Linked DNA regions of Oryza sativa: region 1 is linked to region 2. A link is a contact called in public ChIA-PET data. All regions are on one chromosome and are shown on one strand. Each heading gives the region's core, a stretch centred on a gene start, on an enhancer-like site or on the middle of the called end of the contact. The rest is flanking DNA. Distances are from core to core; before and after follow the strand shown.

Evidence for each region. ChIA-PET counts read pairs in DNA pulled down with a chosen protein or histone mark.
Region 1: an H3K27ac ChIA-PET map of leaf shows a contact between it and region 2, with 9 times the contacts expected there. The contact joins the promoter of LOC4342993 here to the promoter of LOC4342988 in region 2. A contact is called at or near these places in 1 of 15 Hi-C or Micro-C datasets (leaf) and 1 of 4 datasets of contacts at active chromatin or transcription factors (leaf).

The regions. Positions count from the first base shown.
Region 1 is chr7:12,833,918-12,840,684 of ASM3414082v1, reverse strand. It overlaps LOC4342993 (protein ROOT INITIATION DEFECTIVE 3), which reads left to right and starts at 1,458. Exons shown (of 9, transcript XM_015792263.3): 1 at 1,458-1,738; 2 at 1,830-1,943; 3 at 5,395-5,522; 4 at 5,595-5,733; 5 at 5,849-6,048. The coding sequence starts at 1,529.
Region 2 is chr7:12,703,046-12,710,288 of ASM3414082v1, reverse strand. LOC4342988 (glucose-6-phosphate 1-dehydrogenase 2, chloroplastic) reads left to right here and starts at 5,322. Exons shown (of 10, transcript XM_015791602.3): 1 at 5,322-5,619; 2 at 7,043-7,243. The coding sequence starts at 5,463.

The DNA.
Region 1 (6,767 bases), core at 209-2,708, 130 kb before region 2:
AGATTCGACTAGATTTAATGGGGAGGATCAGCTCGACATCGTACGAGGAAGGGACTATCTTCCGAAGGTTGAAGACGACAATGGGTTGTGCGAGTTGGACCTACAACTCCACGTTTGGGCTGGCCCGAAGAGTGAAAGGCCGAGCGTAGTGAGGTAGCGAACCGGGATCGGGCTGGAAAGGAATGAATGAATGAGCTTTCGGTCCAAAACCAAACGAGTATAATGTATAGCTATCAAAAACGTTTTTACCCGTTGCAACGCACGGACATTTTCCTAGTCTGTACTATTATAAAAATTGAAGATGTTTCCGCGGTCCATCATCCGTGTTTGAGTCGGTTATAAAAATTAAAGATATTTCTGCGGTTCGTCATCTATGTTTGAGTTGGTTTTAATTTTATGTTTTGGTTTTAATCTATATCTCTTTTCTATCTCTATCTCAACTATTATAAAAATTGAAGATGTTTTTGTCGGTATTTTGTACGTCATCCGTGTATGAGTCGGTTTTTAAGTTTATTTGCTTTTGAAAATACATATCCGTATTTGAGTCGGTTTTTAAGATCGCTCACTTTTGGTAATACAGAAGGAATCATATAAGAAATCTGTTTAAAAAAACTCACATGCTAACTTGAGACGATCTGACTCTTAACTGCAGCTCATGATTTTCTATATATATATCCAAGCGAACTCCCACAGTGAATTTCATCTTAACTAAACCATATAACAATAATAAGATTAAAATAGACTTCACCTGTTGCAACGCACGGGCATTTTTTCTAGTAAGAATAAAATATAAAAATTGAAGATATTTTTGCCGGTACTTTGGTACGTCATCCGTGCATGAGTTGGTTTTCAAGTTTGTTCTTTTTGGAAATACAGTTCCGTATTTAAGTCGGTTTTTAAGTTCGTTCGCTTTTGGAAATATAAAAAGAATCGTATAACAAACCTCTTTTAAAAAAACTCGCATGCTAACTTGAAATGACCGGACTCCTAATTGCAGATCATGATTTTCTGAGAAAAATATAGAGTCGGTTTTTAAGTTCGTTTAGTTTTTAAAATATAGAAGGAATCGCATAAGAAATCTCTTTAAAAAAAACTTGCATGCTACCTTGAAACGATCAGAGTCCTAATTGCAGCGCATGATTTTCTTAAAAAAATATATATCCAAACGAGTTCTTACAATAGATTTCACCTTAACTAAAATGTATAACAATAATAAGATTAAAATAACTTTCATCTGTTGCAACGCACGGACTTTTTTTTTTTTGGTTAGAATAAAATGTATGGGTCAGCCGGGCCGTGTCTCGTGCTTGGGTCGTGTCGTGCCGGCCCATGGGTTGTGGTAGCCGTGCCGGCCAGCCCAGTCCTAGAGTACGGCCGTGCCCCGGCCGGGTCTTGGTCCGGCCCATTTGACAGCTATACTCTAACCCTAAGTAGGTCGCCTTGGAGGCGCTCCCCCTGCAGGGCCTTCTCCCACGCGGCCGCGCCATCACGTCCGCCGCTCCCTGTCTTCCGTCCCCTCCAACACACCATGGCGCCGCCGCAGCAGCTGGTGCTCGCGGCCTCTTCCACCGACGCCGGCGTTGCCGCGTGGGACCTCCGCACGGGCGCCGAGGCCATCCGCCACCGCACCTGCGCCTCCCGCCCCCGCGCTCTCACCGTCGTCGCCGGCCGCTTCCTCGCCGCCTCCCAGGCCCCCGCCGGCAACTCAGCACCCATCCACTACTACCACTGGGACAAGGTAAATCACTCGACCTTAACCCACGGTCCTTTAAACTCACAAAACCCTATCTCGGAGGCGGAGCTTCATGTCCTTTGTTGGTCCCCTGCAGCCCCAGGTGGCCGTCAAGAGCTTCCCGGTTGAGCCGATACGCGCGCTCATCGCTGATCCGGAGGGGAGCTACCTCATCGGCGGTGGGATCTCTGGCGACATATTCTTTTGGGAGGTCAGAGCATTTGCTATTGATTTCTTCTTCTATGGTAAAACACTCGCTAGTTTTGGGGAACAAACAGTTGTCATTGCTGCTTTTTGTGCACTTTGTGTACTGTTTCGGAAGGTTATGGTCGTGTTTAGTTGTTTTGGCAATTTTTTTTGACGTATACGGACACACATTTGAAGTATTAAACGTAGACTAATAACAAAACAAATTACATATTCTCCCTGTAAATTGCGAGATGAATCTATTAAGTCTAATTAATCTGTCATTAGCAAATGTTTACTGTAGCACCACATTGTCAAATCATGGCGTAATTATGCTCAAAAGATTCATCTCGTAATTTACCTGCAAACTGTGTAATTGGTTTTTTTCGTACACATTTAATGCTCTATGCATGTGTTCAAACATTTGATGTGACGGAAAAGTTGGAAGTTTGAAGGGAACTAACCACAGCCTATACACCCATGGTTGTTTAGGTATATTGAGTAATTTTATTTAATCATCAGTTTAGTTTTCATAAAAAAATAACCTTTATTGTACAATAATTCAGTCTTGTCGTACTGTGGTGGTTATGTTGGAGATGCCTGTTCTGTTTGGGCATTTGAATTTTGGCATTCAGTGAGATGCAACTATGCTATTTTCTGAAGAACATACATATTTGGGAAACTCGTGTAGTTCATACAGGGTGTGTTTGGTTGCCCGGACACATGAGAGATGCAGTGAATATCTTGTTTGGTTAGGTGTGCTCGCGATCGAGGATGAGCAGATGCAATTCGGCCCCAAGAGCCAGGCCTAAGAGATGCAGGTTTTCACCTTTCGCTTCTCAGCCAGGTCTGGCTCATGTGGCCGCGGATGCAAGCGAGCACGTGCGGGTGCAGACAGTGCAAGCAGGGCGCATCCCTCACCCCATCTCCCATTTGCATCGACTTGCCTCACCTCCCAAGTCGCATCATCGTTGCCCTCCTCTTCTCGTCGTCATCTAGCCCATCCGCTCCTTTTCTCGTTTGGATTCGGTGTCTACGACCGTGCACACGCCGAATACGGCAGCCCCAACTGCTCAGGTGCCAGATCTGGCCAATGCGGCGGCTCGAGCAGCAAGGCATGGGCTCAATGACGAGGGTGACGATGGACCTCCAACTTCCAACATGCCTCTGCTGCTGTCCTCTGTCACCAAGTTCGTCTCATCGTCGCTGAGCTTTTCTCCACCCTCAACAAGCTCATCTTCTCCCCTTCTACCTGGAGCCGGAGGCCACTAGCACTTGTCTGTCAGATCCGGTGTTGGGCTGCTGATTTGATGGCAGTGACACAGCAGCCGTCGAATCCAACTGAGGCAGCGAGCTAGCGACTGTCGATACAAACCGAGCAGCCGGCGTTTCCACTAGAGGCCACCAAGATGTTGTGGCCACTTTCCCATTCCCTTTCCTTTTTTGTTTATTCCTTTATTCGTTTTGTTGTTTTCATAGGCTCATACAGATAAATAGATTCATATATGTATACATACAGTAAAATAATGAAGTAAAGATGCTACAGTATATAGTAGTAATTTGTTTCAAGCAAAAATAGGATGATTTTTTTGGCATACAAATTTTATTGCAACTTTGTGTTTTTAATCTTTTTAAAGAAAGCAGCCTCAACATGCAAGCAAAGGGGTAACTGCACTCAAAATTCATAGGCAAAATTTGCTACAGGACACTCAAAGTTTGTGCAATTTGCTGTGAGATATCCAAAGAACGTGTATCTTCTTGTCGACAGACTGCAAAAATGTGGTAATTAGCTGTTCAACACTCGAGACATTATTTTATTATATTTGATAAAAACGCGGAGAGAGATTTAAAAAGGACAAGTTTGCCCTTGCCTGCTCTTTCTCCACCACGGCGCGCGAGCGCTTCTTGGGCCGGCGAGGCGGCGCCATGCCACGGATGGCGATGAAGTCCACGACCATCTCCTCCCTGGTGAGCGCAACGGAGAAGCTCCTGTTCCTCGCGATCACCGGGGACAACGCATGCGGGTGCAGCGTCTGTCCTCCTCCCGCCGCAGCCGCCTTCCCCCCCCCCCCCCCCCCGGCGCAGCTTCGACGCATTGGGCGCCACGGTGGCGGAGCGGCGGGTGCGGAGGTTCCATGGCCGCGACGGTTTGTCCTCTTCCTCCTGATGAGGCACGCCGCGCACAGTGCGGCGCCATCGACGCCATGCTTCTCTGCTGCGCGGGTGGGCACGTACGCGCATGCCTCTGCTCGCTCTGCCATGTTGCGCTCTCTGCCCGCACCCTCACTGTCGCTGCCGTGGACGCCCACGCCGTGTAGCAGCCTGATGTCGAGAACCGGAAGGTGGACTAGCGGGAGGCGGCGCTAGAAGCGGAGATCTCCTGTCCCTGCTCCTTTTCCTTCTCCGGCAACAGGGTGTGTGGCTGCTTCAGGGGCGCCGCCCCTTCCCCCGCCCACCGTCTACCTCCTCTGCTGCGCTCACCCACCGCCACTCCACCCTTTGCCGCTGGCGGCCTCCCAGGCTCGTTGAAGAAGAGAATAGAAGAGAGGAGAAGAAAGAAAAGAGAGCTGAAGCAGGAAGAAGAACAATGTCCAGGGGCATTTTGGTACTTTCTACGTTCTTTCTCTCGACGTTTTCACTGGAAATAATAAAATAATGCCTCGGGTGTCCAGTAGCTAATTACCATATTTTTGCAGTGTCCATAGGAAGATATACGTTCTTTGAGTGTCTCACAGTAAAGGCCACAAACTTTGAGTGTCCTATAGCATAATTTGCCAAATTCATACAACCAACCAAACAAAATCCCTAGCATACATGCATTAATATTCAACTAACCAAACAACATCGCACACGATCCAGACATAACTGATAATCAAACAAACCCTGTTGCATCAACTTGCATGTGGCTAGCCAGGCTAAACTCCACCAGGATGGGGCATACGGGTCAGGCTAAGGGCATACAAGCAACCAAACACACCCATATAGTGCATTTACGCCCGGGGCAATTTTTGGTGTTGCTAGTAAATTGACCTAGACTTATAAGCTTATGACATGTTATGGATCTTATGTTTGCTTCGCTACTTTTCCCCCTAAAATATGCCTTCTGTTTCTGTTTCAACTTTTCTGTCAGGCAGCTTCTTAGAGTTCAGATTTTGCCTAATCTATTTGTGCTTTCATACCTTTCTTGAAATTTTGCACTTTTTTCACCTGGTGTGCAAGTACAATCATCTGTGTTGTTTTCTTGTGTTGAAATGTTGCCTCTTTATATTTGGTATCTGTCTTCACAGGACACAAAGTGTGCTAAATTCTATCTGGTCCTCTTTTAGTGAATTATATTCCTATTTGTTTGATTTTGGCATTTTGCATAGAAATTTAACATTTCCACTCCATGTTCCTAATTCATCCAGTAACTCTGTCTTTGATAATAAAATTCGTTCTTTCTTACACCCCATTCTCTATGGTGGTTGTGTGTGTAGGTGGCTAGTGGGGAGTTGCTTGTCCAGTGGCATGCACATTATCGTGCTGTTAGGTGCCTTGCACTCTATGACTTTTTGCTTATCTCGGGGTCTGAAGACGGTAGCATCAAAGTTTGGGATCTCCTCACGTATGTGATTATGGTAATACTGACCACACTGATTGCTTGTTTGGTTTACTTAATTTGTGTTGTTTACTGCAGGATGCTTGATGAGCAATCAAGATTGGAGGCAAAGACACAACACATATACAGCTTTAATCAGCACGCACTTCCTGTAACCGATGTTGCTTGCTGTCATGGAGCAATTGCTGTATCATCTTCAGAGGATCACACCTGTAAAGTATGCAATCTACTTGTACTTTGTCTTTGAGCTGTATATTTTGTAGAATTGTACTTGACTATATGGTCTAGTCATTTTTATTAGCATTTAACTTTTTGTTCCCCCTCTTTCCTAGATTTGGAGTCTATCCGAGGGTAGAATGCTAAGAAGCATTTCATTTCCTTCTATTACTGATTCAGTGGCGTTAGACCCAAGGAGTCATATTTTCTACGCTGGTGGTCGAGATGGAAAGATATATGTTACTGCTATGGGAATTGATGTCACCTCTCCTAGTAGTGATGATTCAACTATTAATGGGGCTTTGGATGACCATAGGTTTGCCTACTCCTTGCTTTCATTAGCACCTCTTATTTATCCTGTGATGTAAACAGCTTCAATATACAAGTTAGAGTTTGATATCTTGTAGTAGTAGAGTGGTTATAAACCTATCTTACCTGTTCATGCTTTAACTTTGGTTGTATCCATCCTAGCTCGACCAGTTTGTTTTTAATGAAAACATTTTTTTTTTCATATTGCTGTGGAAAGTGATTAATTAATACGCCTGAAAATGATTTTTGTTGATGCAAATTTTCTTGTCTATTTAGTTAATAGCTTTAGAAAACAAATGCATCTTGGAGGGCGCACTGTTTGTCTAACATACTAAACAACTGGGGGTACAGAAATGGCAGTAACTACTAACTAGAGAAGAAAAGGTGATACAATTCGTGGTGTGTGAACTCAAACTTGTAAAGAAAAGCAGTTAGGATCACCTGATCGTGGAGAGCGTGTCCTGTTTGAACCATTCTTCTGCCAGTGGGTTGTATTTCATCTTTGATTGCACTTCGGCTGTGTTTAGTTGGTGGCAAAGTTTGGATTTTGGTTGAAATTGGAGATGATGTGACTGAAAAGTTGTGTGTGTATGACAGGTTGATGTGATGGAAAAGGACTGAAGTTTGGATCCAAAGTTTGGATCTAAACACAGCCTTCTTGTTTGTATCTGACCTTATTCTGTAGTATCATTTTTGGTTTAACAACTACTGTGGTATTATTTTTGT
Region 2 (7,243 bases), core at 4,073-6,572:
CCCCTAGGTACCGTAATGGTGAGGGCCCGGTAATTAACTTGACCAATTTTTTAAAAATGGGAAAACTAAATGGTGAGTACAACGGTATGTGTGCATGTCCCGATGTCTCTCTCACGCATCGCTCAGACTGCTCCTTTAATATTTCATTAGAGTCTGGGGGGTGCCTTGGCACGCTTCTTGTACAAAGCTGGGTTAATTAGGTTATGCGTAGAGCTGCTTAATCTTGTTCAAACGACACACTAACAATCCATCACATTAACTTATGGAAAATGATTTATTCAATTACCACTTGGTGATAAAAAAAAAAGCAACGCGCTTTTTCGATGTGACATCCATATGGGACACTGAAGAAAGATAGTGCACAGGCAGAAACAAACTTTATGATCTCAGACATGAATAGCTTAATACATAACCATACATTAATATATCTTGCCCTCAAAAGGTACCCTGCCCTCCTTATATAGTCGGAGGAGGCTAGTTTACAAGATAAAGATTTAATTTCTTACGATCCAAATCTCCATATCTACTTTACAATCTTATCAAACCAAGACACTACAGACTGTTTCCTTGATACATAAGTAAACGTAACACCCGAGTCCTAATCCTGTACATATTCTACTTATATGATCTATACCCCTATAACTAGTCGGATAGTCCAGCCATGTGGGTATATGGTACCCATAATCTCACAAGATTTTTATCATGTTATTTACTTAGGTATGTCTTAATCGTATTAGAAGAGAGATAAACTAGACTAACTCATGAAATAGCGCAATTAATCAAAAGAAATAAACATTTTTTTTTGAACAAGATATAGCAGGAAAAAAACTACAAGATTACAACCTTGGGAAGCTACAATCAGGAAAGAAAAGAAAAGGCACACCAACATGAAACTGACGATCCTGTTAACAGTGGAATTTGGTAAGCCCCGAAGTCACCATCGGCTTAGAGTCAGTATCGGCTTCAAAACCTAGAATCGGCCGATGAGAATTATCAAGTTGTCAATAGTCGGATTCTTTCTATATTCGGTTAAGGAAATTAATCCACTAAAGGAAGTTTTTCCAGAAGTGACCGAGTTCAAGGAGGATATGGCATGGCAATTTCTCTATTAATTAGGAAGAGTATGTTAGATTCCTTTTAATTTTAGAAAAGTGTGTTTAGTGTCCGATAAGGACTTTATGTTTTCTTTTTATCTTTAGGAAAGTTTCTTTCTTGTCCGACAAGGACTAGTATCCACCCATGGGTATAAATATGTGCACCCGGGGTCATTGTAAACTATCTCCACGATCAATACAAATTTGGCGCATCATCACCCTTTTTACTTTTCTACTTTTTCGACGAGTTTATACTTGTCATGGCTGTTTGCATCAGCGGGGCTAGGGCTTCGACACTATCTATCATATATCTTAGCTAATTTAGTTTGTTAGTTCAATTTATTTGTATCGACTAAGATTCGTTTTATGGTTTATGCCGGTACCGGCTAAATTGCTTTACCAGATTAGATTAGATAAGGTATCGACCACCCTAAAAATCAGTCAAGGGCTTGATTGTCTAGATATTATGTTTCTTTTCATACTTTGGGCCGCATCAGCCCTAGTCGCGCTTAGAGCCATAATCTCTAGCCTGCCTTTTGATTGCCAATAAGGGTTTCATCAGAGTTTCAGCCGATGAGTTATTTGGACGTTGTATCGGCTTATAAGGATTACATACCAGTTGGATTTAGCCGATCGCAACAAAGTTTCATTGTTTATCTAATCATTTGGATTTAATGACATCGGACTTTCAGCCGATGTATGTTTTAACCTTTAGGTCAGTGCTTATTCTATCATATTGTTAGCCAATGGGTTTCTACTGGATTATATTGTTGTTTTGTTACATTATCATCAGCCGATTGTCTTTATTTACATCAAGTGTCAGATTATACATAAACCATATAGCCGATAGCTCAAAATCCTATTGCTATCGACTGGTATCGGCATCGGTTGGAATTACTCCATCGGCTTGTCAGCCGATCGGGTCATTGATATGCTATTTGTATATCTTGTCAGTTGCAGGATCAAACTGAATGGCACGCCCGCATCTCATCGACCTTTTGGACCTGCACTGGTGCTAAGCAGATCTTCTAGGCCGTTGTGTTCGTCAACTTAGTTCGCGCCAACATAGACCCAACACTGTCGTCCGAGTGCGGATTTCTCGTCAACAGACCCTCAACCACCAACTTGAGGAAAGGAACTGACACCGAGCCGACCACCGCTATGTGTGGTCAGTCACCGCAACTCTAAAATGGGGCATAGGTGCCGTTCCCTGCCTCAACTCCAAGATACTAACCAACAACGAACTTCCAATCGTCCCCATAGAAATGGATCGACGAGGGGCAGGGTGAGATAAAAGAAGATCCACTCGTCCCTCGCGCAACCCTGAAGGTGACTTCCAAGAGGGTCACCGAACGTCTAACAAAATGAAGCTGAGAAGAGATAGAAACATGACCTCCTAGACAACGCCTCTAGGGAGGTCACGATGCTAGGAGCGCCACCACCACCCGTCCAAGGGATTGGACCTGGTTTTCAACAGGAGCGTCCTGCTAGGGAGAGGAAGAAGGGAGGTTTCACGACAAAGCCCCCAAGGGGGGATGTGACGCCCAAAGGCACAGTTATTGCCAACAAGAAAGATGACCTCCTAGCTGTTCGGAGCCTCCCATCCCTCCCCAATGCCGCAACCCTAGCACTCCCCACCAAACAACCTTCGCCAACACGTGAACTCCACTACACTTCCTTCGATTGTGGGGAAGGCCCTTTGGGGCCTCCGACTTCTACAGCCATTGTGCCAACGCCCCTCCGCCGGAACCTCCGCAACATCAACGCTCCCGCAGCCAGCCTCTCACCTCTACACGACACCACCACCTATGATCCATGCCATTAACAGCCTTGTTGCAAGGCAACTAGCCACTAGGCACCCCGTGTGAGGGTGTCCCTCCTTGTCATCAATGTCGTTGGCCACACTCATTTTCGATGTCGTTGGACACCGAGTCGTCATTGTAGGACTCGAAAGCCGCGCCCCACCAAGCCACCACACCATCTTCGCGCTGCCCCACCGACCCGCGTGGCCGCTCTTCGGCCGGATCTGGCAGAGAGGCGCCAGATCCATCTGCATCCTTCCCTTTGGCTCCACGGGAGTCGCCGTCGTCGCCCTACCAGGCTTCTCTACACACAGTCCTAGGCGGCGATAGCATGGAGGCCTGAATCTGTGGCAACTAACCTCATTCTCCGGCGTTAGGTCTAGCCCGCCACCAGGGTCATCGCGATCGCCCCTCCTCGCCAGATCTGCGCTAGGCACCCTCGCCTTGCCGCCGATGGCTAGAGCTCGGCGAGGGCACGCTAGCTCCAGCCCACCACCATCGTAGCCGTCGCCGCCCTGGGATTGGTCGTGGGCTCCAACCTCCGAGGCCTCCATGGAGAAGGGGGAAGGCCCCACCGCCGCTGTCCTTACACCAATTTTTTATTTGTAATAATTAATTATATCTAAATTAAATAATCAGTAATTGGAAGCTGGGATTTATCAAAATAAGAAGGACGCTATTGGTTGTAGCGTCCAGGCTTGGATGCTGTTGCGCTCCACGTCTAGGTTGGGACGTTGTTTGGAACGGCGTCCACATCCTGAACTTTTTTCTTAAACGGCTACCAAGATTCTTCATGTGAGGATTACATTATATTTGGAGAGTGTCGTTTTGAGTAGCATCTAAAATTTATTTATCATGGCCCAGTTTTGCAGTAGTAGTTGTAAAAATTGCTTACTACTCCCGACTAATAACAAAACAAGAGATGGACAGCGAGATCCATCAATGATTCGATGCAGCTGTTATTCATGAATTTTATGGGCGGTAATGTTAACTGTTAATTGAAATTACCCCTACATAAACTTAGCGCCTATGAATCTGAACTACTCAGTAATGGAAGCTTCAGTAAAAAAAAAATAAACTGAAGGAGTCGGATTAGAAAAGGACACTGGCAGAAAAAGAAACAAATGGGAACCGCCATGGTGACTTGGTGAGGGACAGCGGGCTCGGCCAACAGACGGCGGCAACAACCTCAAAGCGTGAAGACGAACTGCTACAGCGTCAGGATGGACAGCGTGAAAACGAACTGCTACAGCGTCGGGATGGACATAAGTCGCAACAGTCGGGGAGGAGGACCACAGACGGTGGCCGCCTCCTGGGAGATGAGGTGGAGGGCGTCTGCAGCCTCCCAGATCGAGGAGGGCGGTGGCAGCGGCACCTCGACCTAACCCCGCCACGACATTGGGTCCGATTGCCTGCTGCGCAAAGAGATTGCGGGCGGGAACGCCGGATAAGATCAATTTTATTTTTATCGCTGTTTACTTCCCTTTCATACTAGAACAGTGGAACAGTAGTCAGCAGAGTATCAGATTGGACGCCGTTTGGAACAGCGTCCACAGGCGGACGCTATTGACAAGTATGTCCACATCTGGACGCAACGTCCATCCTACTTTTGTAAAATCAACATATGATTTATTAAATATTTAATTCAAGGATTATTAATTATTAAGAATAAAAAAATCGGGTCCTTACAGCTACACGGTTTTTGGCCGCTACTCGAGCAGTGGTGAGGCGGGAGGAGGAGGAGGTAGCGTAGAGGCGGGGGTGGAGGGGTCGCCCCTGCCCTAGGAATGACGTGGGGGAGGGAATCATACGGAGTTATAATCATTCCTTGAAAACAAACTACTGGACTATAGAAAAATTCTAGTTGGTTTTCATAATTTTTTTTTCAGAATCCACTGTTCCGGGCTCTCACTTTTTTTTCCGAGGTTATCGAACTAAAAACTTGTAAGAAAGAAAAAACAACAAACTAACAGAAACGTTGATAGCAATTTGGCAGCTCGACGGCAGTCACGGTGGCAGACCCAACAATTAGTCTAGCGAAACCAAGAGGCCAACACCCATCATCATCATCAATATTCATCATCCATCATTCCATCTCCACTCCACGTGCCGATTGAATTCCAACTGGAACTGGAGGGAAGCCGACTGCATCAGAGTGCTAATATGGCCACGACGACCACAAGAGCAAGCACACAGCTCGTCAGGGTCAGCCGAGCAAAGCCAACCGCGGCTGCCCAGCGGTGCGAAAAGGCCACACAATATACCGTGCGCTTTTGACCCCCGCCCCCGATCGGCCCAGCAGCCACCGCACCCCACAAACTACGACGCTCGCTCCCGTCCCGCGGTTAATATTATTGTTATTCCACGTAATCCCAGCCTTGTCCCTCGGCGATCTCAAGAGCCCCCTCCCTCTTCTTCTTGTCCTGTTGGCGGCTAGACTTTCGTCGATATCCCCGATAAAATCCACCCGTCTCCCCTCCTCCCCACTCGCCTTCGCCTCCATCCTCCTCCTCCTCCTGCCGGCTTGCATCCGCTCTTCCTTCCTCCAGGAGGAAGGCATACAGGCATGGCGCTCTCCTGCATGAGGTGCTCCCCGGCCGCCGGCGCCGTACGACGAGGATTGGCATCGGCGGCTCCGCCGGCGGCGCTCTCCTTCGCCAGATGCGGCCTCCGTAGAGCGGCCGCGCTCGGGTGGCGCGTCGCCGCCGTCACCACTACGGGAGGTCGGGTCCCCTTTCCTTTTCCCTTCCTTCCTGCTTCTTAGTTCATTTGCTCGTCTCCGCCTTTGACCCTTCGTCTGTCGTTTTTGAAAATCGAGGGGACACCCGCCCCCTTTTGGGTTGCTCCTCGCATCCTGCGTGGGCTGACTTGCTGATTCGTTTGCCTTGTATCCCTATCCGCCGCATCGCATCCTATCCGCCGTATCGCATCAGTTTCTATGATGATATTCATCTCCTCGCAGTGCCAGATGCAAATGTAATGGCTAATTGGCTATGCGGAAACAAGCCTTGTTGCTGCCAAATTGCGGCCGTTATCTTATTTTAGAGCCGTAACTAGTGGTCATGCAGTAATTCTTGTAAAAAGAAACGCCATATGTGATGAGATAGGTCTGTGTGATACCATTTCAAGTAGTTAATTCCTTTTTTCTGATATGTTTAAGGTTTATTTCCACCAATTCTTGAAATGTTTTCCAGAACACAACATTATGAGCATAGTGCATTAGTTGCTGAATTCATATATGCAATGTTTTAAGTGTCTGTCTCGTGGCATCATAAATTTCAGAAAACTGCAACTATAGTGACAAAACTATCAGTTTGCTGCAACATTAGCAATATATTTCAGTGGGAAAACTGCTACTTTTATGTGGTATGCTACTACAGGACATGTAGGTGACAATAGTAAGCTTGGGCCATGTAAAAGTTGCAGTTTTGTGATAATTTACCACGCCATTGTTGCAGCAAACTGAAATAGGTCGTTAACGTTGTAGCATACTGATAGTTTTATCACTATAGTTGCAGTTTTCTGAAATTTACTCGTTTTTTTTAACAAGATGACATCATTGTTCATTCAGAAAAAAAAGGTTTATATATTCACAACTCCACCGCCACTGCTCGGCTCATCTCTCCTTGAAGAATTGCCATTGAAGGTTGAGAACCCTAGGTAGTTGTATTTTGAAGTCAGTGATCTTCTGGGGATCGTAACCCTTTCTGCATGCTATGGGTTGTGATTTGTGAAGCAGCAGTTGGATGAATGTTAGATTACTGTAAGGTGACTTGAAGTAGAACTGCACTAGGTGAAGGAGAGCATCAGTCTGGGAGGAACATATTTAGAATAGAAGGACTTTAAGGACTATGTTTATTCCTCTTTTGCTTGTTTAACGAATGTAGATACAATCCCATCCTACAGATATGATGATTTGATCCTTATTAATCCCTAAATTAATGGGGGGTGATAATTGTGCGATCTTATCTTAAGGCTGAAACTGTTCTGCTACAGTACCGTTCAAGCAAAGCTCATGCATGAACATTAATACTGCACGTGAAAATTCATCTGAAACTTCCAGCACATAGTGGGTATTTCATGTGATGAAGTTCGTCAAATAGCTATCACATAGTCACTCTTTACTTATCTTATACCTATCAATAGTGCAAGGTGCCAAGGATGCTGGTCTGGAGAAGGCTGCCAGAAGTGCTTCCCAATCAAAGGTGGAAAATGGCTCACCTTCAGAAATCATTTTAGATGATTTTGAAGACTTGAGCCCTCTATCAGAAAATGATGACTCCACTGTTAGTATCACTGTAGTCGGAGCATCTGGTGACCTTGCCAAGAAGAAGATATTTCCTGCAC